Regions from separate parts of the Anser cygnoides genome. Here region 2 is linked to region 1. Evidence: chromatin contacts called from public Hi-C data. All regions are on one chromosome and are shown on one strand. The core of a region is the stretch at or near the end of the contact, and the rest is flanking DNA. Distances in the headings are between cores, read along the strand shown. Region 1 holds the start of PRRC2B (proline rich coiled-coil 2B). Region 2 overlaps FAM78A (family with sequence similarity 78 member A).

The links. Hi-C and Micro-C count contacts between places; a contact is called where the count stands out from the background.
Region 2: a contact with region 1 is called in a Hi-C map of liver, with 2.4 times the contacts expected there. The contact joins the enhancer-like site here to the promoter of PRRC2B in region 1. A contact is called at or near these places in 2 of 7 Hi-C or Micro-C datasets (both in liver).

What each region holds. Positions count from the first base shown.
Region 1 is chr20:5,333,095-5,335,794 of Taihu_goose_T2T_genome, reverse strand. PRRC2B (proline rich coiled-coil 2B) reads left to right here and starts at 1,289. Exons shown (of 31, transcript XM_066980795.1): 1 at 1,289-1,520.
Region 2 is chr20:5,380,352-5,383,051 of Taihu_goose_T2T_genome, reverse strand. FAM78A (family with sequence similarity 78 member A) reads right to left here. Exons shown (of 2, transcript XM_013193990.3): 2 at 2,353-2,700. Among named protein-coding and RNA genes, the nearest start is that of FAM78A, 13 kb to the right of the region's middle. Within about 2 kb of position 1,296, at least 1 of the 3 cell types and tissues checked has open chromatin away from gene starts, as enhancers often do. A contact at or near this core is called in liver, where this site is marked.

The sequences.
Region 1 (2,700 bases), core at 40-2,539:
ATTTATGGGAGTGATCCAGTATTCTTTCCTATTTTTTAGAGGCTTTTTTGTCACTGTGGTGGCCCCTGCCAAGATGGTTAGAAACGGGCATAATTTAGAAACTTCAGGGCCACCTTTGAGGCAAAGCAGAGGAATGTATCATATGCAGAGATCCTGAAAATATTAAGTAAGCCCAGATTTTAAGGATTTTTAGTGACTTTTCTCTAATTAAAACCACCCTAAAAATGGCCTGCTTGTCATTTTCAAAAACCGCTGGATGGTTTCTAAAAAAAAAAAATAAATGCATGTATACCTACAGCCTGGCCTTTCACCACAAAATGTAAGCTGTCACACTGCTGAACACCCATGTGTGTTACAGGACAGGAAAGGAAAAATAAAGGGGAAAATATTTTGGCCTTGCATGTGAGGAGACAACTCCCAAGCTACGGAAGATGCCCTGGGTGAGGAACTGCACTTCATGGCAACTACTACAACACTTTTAGTGCAAACTTCTTGCCAGGAATGCTGCTCACATTGTGTTGACCTGTGGCTCTGTTCAAGCCTGTGGGATTCAAGGCTTGCCTCATGAGGCTACTTGTATTTTATGGCTGGGTAAGGTTTTGTTTCAGGATAGAAGTGCTTACTTGCCCTGCTGCATTCACTTCCATCATTGTGAATGGAAAAAAATTAACTGTATTTCTGGAGTGAAATCCTTCCAGGGGGCAGTTCCTCCAGGTTGCCCATAGAATCAGGGAGGCATGCCAGGCTGACTTCACTGCTGTCTGTGAAAGGGAAAGGCTCTGGCTGGACAAAAATCCCCACAACAGCCATTGCCCTGCTGCCCTGCCCTGGTTGGCCTCAACAAGGAGGCAAAAACTTCAGGGAAAGTCTCTTGCAGTTCCCTTGAAGGTATCCCTAGGGTGAGTGGTTTGAGCTCAGGACTGCTGTGGGGGGATGTGGCGGTGCACTTGGGGCTTGTGTGTGGCACGTTGTGGGCAGACTGGGTGGGATGGGGTGCGTTGGGTGACTTTGCTGTCCCCAGCCCCTCTTAATACCCTCGTGAGGGGCTCGCTGTGTGGTGAGGCAGCCAGCCCTGCTGACTCTGCGGGGAAAAAATCCCCCCTCGGGGAAACAATCTCCCCTCAGAGCTGAGCGAGAGCCTGCTCCGGCTGTGTGGAGAGCGGGGCTGGGGGTGGAGAGCTGGGCTGGTGCTGGAGGAAGCCGTCAGGCCGCAGCTCTGCCCCTTTCCTCCTCCTCCTCCTCCTCCTCCTCCTCCATCTTGGGCCGCCCCTCAGTCGCCTGGCCGGCGGGGCTCTGCAGGCGGCGCTGTGCGGAGGGCGGCGGCGCGGCGCCCTCCCGGGCGGGATTGACAGGCCGGGCCGGGGGAGGAGAAGGAGGAGGAGGAGGAGGCGGCAGCGGCAGCGAGAACCCGTATCGCCCCGCCGCCGCCGCGCAATCCGCCGCCATCCGCCGCGCCCCGCGCCCGTCGCCCCTCGGCACCCGGCTCCTCAGGCGCTCCCGGCTCCCCGCCACCCCCACAGGTGGGTATCGGGGGCCGGCGGCGGCGGCCGCGGATATTTGGGGCGGTGAGTGGGGCCGGGGGAGGGCGAGGGAGGAGGAGGAGAAGGAGGGAGGAGGAAGGGGGAGGGAGAGGGAAGGTGGGACGAGGCAGCCCTAAAATGGAGCCGGAGCCAGCGGCTGCGGCACCCCGCGGCCTCCCCGCCGAGGGTGTCCCCACAACAAATGGGGGTGTGGGGGCTCCCTCCCGCTGTTTGGGGCTGCTTTGGCCGCCGGTGTTTATTGTGTGTGGCCCCCCCCCGGGGTGCTGGGGGCGTCTGGGGCCGATGCGGGCCTGGCCGCCGCCCCCCCCCCCCTCCCCGTTCCCCCATTCCCCCCTGCGAGGGCCGCGCTGAGGCCTGGGGGAGACTTGGGGTGGATTTGGGGGTTTTTGGGGCTCCCCCCTGGGCCGGGCCCCCCCTCACCCTCACACACACACCCCCCCCCCGGGGGCTGGGGGCGGCCTCGCAGCCCGCCGCGCAGGCAGCTTGTTTTTCCTCCTCGCCTCGAGTGTGACACAAAGATATTTTTGTCGCGCCGTGCGCCTCGCAGCAAAAACAAGGGGGATGGCACGGCGAAGGCTGCCTCGTTTTGTTGTCGTGAGGGAGCCCACAAAAGGGTTCCTGAGGCCGAGCGATGAAAAATGCAGGCCGGGTCCCCCCCCCGTCCATGAGAGGGGAAAAGGGGGGGGCTCACCCTGCAGCTGGGGGAAAGGAGGATGCAGTCGGGGTGTTTTGGCGCTCGGCGAGCTCGCTAGGTAGGTTTGGAAAGGTGTTTTTGCTTCGAGAAGGAGTTTTACAGCTCGGGGTGGGTGGGAGGGCGTCTGTTGCAACGCAGGGGGACCCTAACGGGGGTCCTGGGTGCAGGTGCTGGGCTCGGAGGGGAGGGTTTGCTCAGGGTGCTGGGTAGCAGCTAGCAGGGTTTTTTGTTTTTTTTTTTGTTAAGGTGACTACAGGCAACCCCCTCGTCTGGGAAATCAGAGCTGACCAGGTTTGAATGAGCTGGGAGTTTGGGGTTTTGTTAGGAAAGTTGTTTTGGTTTGTTCTGAGGGCTTTTTTGTCGTTGTTTTTGTCTTCCGAACATCAGAAGGGTGGGATACGCTTTTGAGTGTCAGCTCATCAAATATTTGTGTATTAGCTTTACTGGTGTTTGGGGCGAATAACG
Region 2 (2,700 bases), core at 47-2,546, 47 kb before region 1:
CTTTTGGATAAGGGGGCTGGAGTCATGCCGTGCTCGGTGGCTGTCGAAGAATTGAGCTGGTAGGAAAGGGTCTGCCTCAGGGCAGCTCTGCTTTGCAGGTGCCAGGAGCTTCCAGTGTCACCGTGCTGGGATTAAATGGGTGTTAGCAAGGTCAGAGGTGAAACAAGCCACTAATATATTTTGAAGGGGAAATGCAAGGCCACCCCAAAATTATGAATTGTTGTAGGTTTGGACCTGGCTCCCCAGAGCTGCTCTGCTGTGTTTGCCAGGGCTCCGCACCCAACAGGCTGCTGGGGGGCACTTGGCCGATTTTTAAAGGCAGCCTTGGGAACCTTGGTGCAGGCTGTCGGAGGAGCTCTGTTCTAATTATGTGCACGCAGCGCATGGCACGGTGTGGGTTTTGAGTAGATGCTTCAAGGTTCTGCAATCCATGTCAGTGTGTTGCTGAAAAATACTTGCTTTAAAGCTTGAAAACATGGAGGGATAAAAGCGGTGTTTGCAGCTGCTGCATGTGCACAGCTTACCAAGATGTGAGATAGAAGAAATAGGAAACAAAACCTGATTTGCGTCAGCAGAGGGAAGTCCCCTGCAAAAAGTTTTGGGCAAGGCCAGTGGAGGCAAGCAGGGTATTTCTGCAAATCAAGGAACCGTTGCCTGCCTGCTTCAAACCAAGGTTAGAAAATCACGAAGCGAGCAGTAAAACCTCTAGAAGGGTGCGGCTTCAGCTGGAGCCTCAGCATCCGCGAGCGCACAGGCGTCGGGGATTTATTCCGGCATCACCCCGGCTCTGCTGGGTCTGGCAGCCGATGTCCTTCCCCCCCTCCTGATCCTTCCAGGAGGTTTTTAGTGTCTCCGTGCAGACAATAAGTGCCCCGGCGTTTTCAGGGTGTCACCCAAAGCAGCTGTGCGCTGCCTCGGATCCCCTCTCCCCCTCCTCCCTCCGAAAGTAGGACATCTAAATTTAGCCTGCTATCAACAGATGAGGCTGGAGAGTTTCCACTGTGGAAACGAATCCCACTCAGAACCTGTCCTCTCGTCTGTGCGGGCTCCGTCCGTGCAAATTCCTTTCCCCGAGCCGTGCCCTCCCCTGCGCTTCGCTTCCCCCCTTCCCCTGCAGCGTTTGTGTCTGTTACGCCGCTGTGTGCTGGCGTGGCCCTGCCAAGCAGGGTACGTGGCTGCTGTTCATGTCTCATGCCCACACGTACCCAGGAGTTTTGCAGGCTGGGAGCAGCTCGGCTGCTGCTGGCAGAAGCATGCAAGAAAGGCTTTCGGGCTGCAAAGGCTGGCTACAACCTCAGAAGGGTGCAGCAGGCTCTCCTTACTCCAGGCAGGTCGCCTCTCTGCAGATGCAGCATTTACAGCTACCGCTCGTCTTCTGCTAAAGAAGCAAGCAGCAGCAGGAAGCTGAACTGTGGAAGTTCAGCTGCTGTCTGCCCCCGGAGCTGCTCCAACCACATCAGCGCCGTCCTTCCATCACAAGGCACGCGGCAGCATGGTAATGAAAAATGCAGGATGCTGGCTGGTATTTTTAACCAGAAACCTCCTCTCTATCTGATGCAGCGTAAGAGCTGAAACAGAGAGAAAATGCACTCCCGGTAAACAGGGTGTTTATCAGTCTTGAAAACGTGAGCGCAGAGGTGGTGGAACTTTTTGGGTAAAAACAGCCACCGCCCTAACGACACCAGGCAGACGCGTTTGAAAATTTCACTTTATTTTTTCTGTCTGTTATAAAAGCAGGGTTTTGTTTTTACATCGCCGTAAGTGTCCAGACTTGGTACATCGTGGTTTTGTTTTCACAGTATCTCTGCAAGACCAAGGACGATTCTTATTGCTGCGCCGCGAACCAGGGCAAGGATGGCCGGGAGGACGCGGCGCTCGGGCAGCCCTCGGAGTGCTGCCGGGGCCAGCCTCGCTCTCTGCTGCACTGGCTGAACGGGTCTAACCCTCCCCACCACTGCTTGGTACCTTGGTTCGCTCTGCTGGGCTCCTGCCCCCGTCTGGGTGTCGGGAGCAGGAAGGTGGGGAGAGCAGGAGCGGTGCTGGGTACCGCAGGTGGGAGCGGTGAGGCTGCTGGCCCCGCTGGGCAGGGGCGGTCTCAGGTGCAGGGTACCCCATGGTGGTGCTCCATCACTCCCCCAGGGCAACCCCAGGCACCCCAGCTTGGCTGCGCAAAGCTGCCCGAGCAGGAGCTCGCTTTACCTCTGCTGACTGCAGCCGCTCGGTGCAGGATGCCCTGGGCCCCCGTTCTAACCAGCCCCACGAGCAGCGGTGTCTGTAGCGCCTGTCACTTCCAGCCACCATTCCTTTTATATTCAAACGATCTGTCCTCGTCAGTTTTGCAATGAAGCAGCATTGGAAAAAAACATCACTTTTAATCACAAAGCATGAAATCTCGAGAGAGGCAGCATCCCTTTTCTGTGCTGCGTCCGGTGGTGTGAATGGAGGTGGGGGGCCACGTTTCAAACTAGGCACGGGATAAAGGCATTCTTTGGGAGGGGAGAAGTCCATGCAAAGCTGACCCCAATGTGAAATTTGAGTTTTATATTTACTACTCAGCTGGGTCTATTCAGTGCAACAGGACAAACTAGCCAGGAGGTTAGCATCGAATTGCATGGATGCATCCAGTTCACCAGGTAAAGGGAGGAGGAACCAGATTTACTTAACGCACTGGGAGAGACTGAGTCCAACACAAAGCTAAGT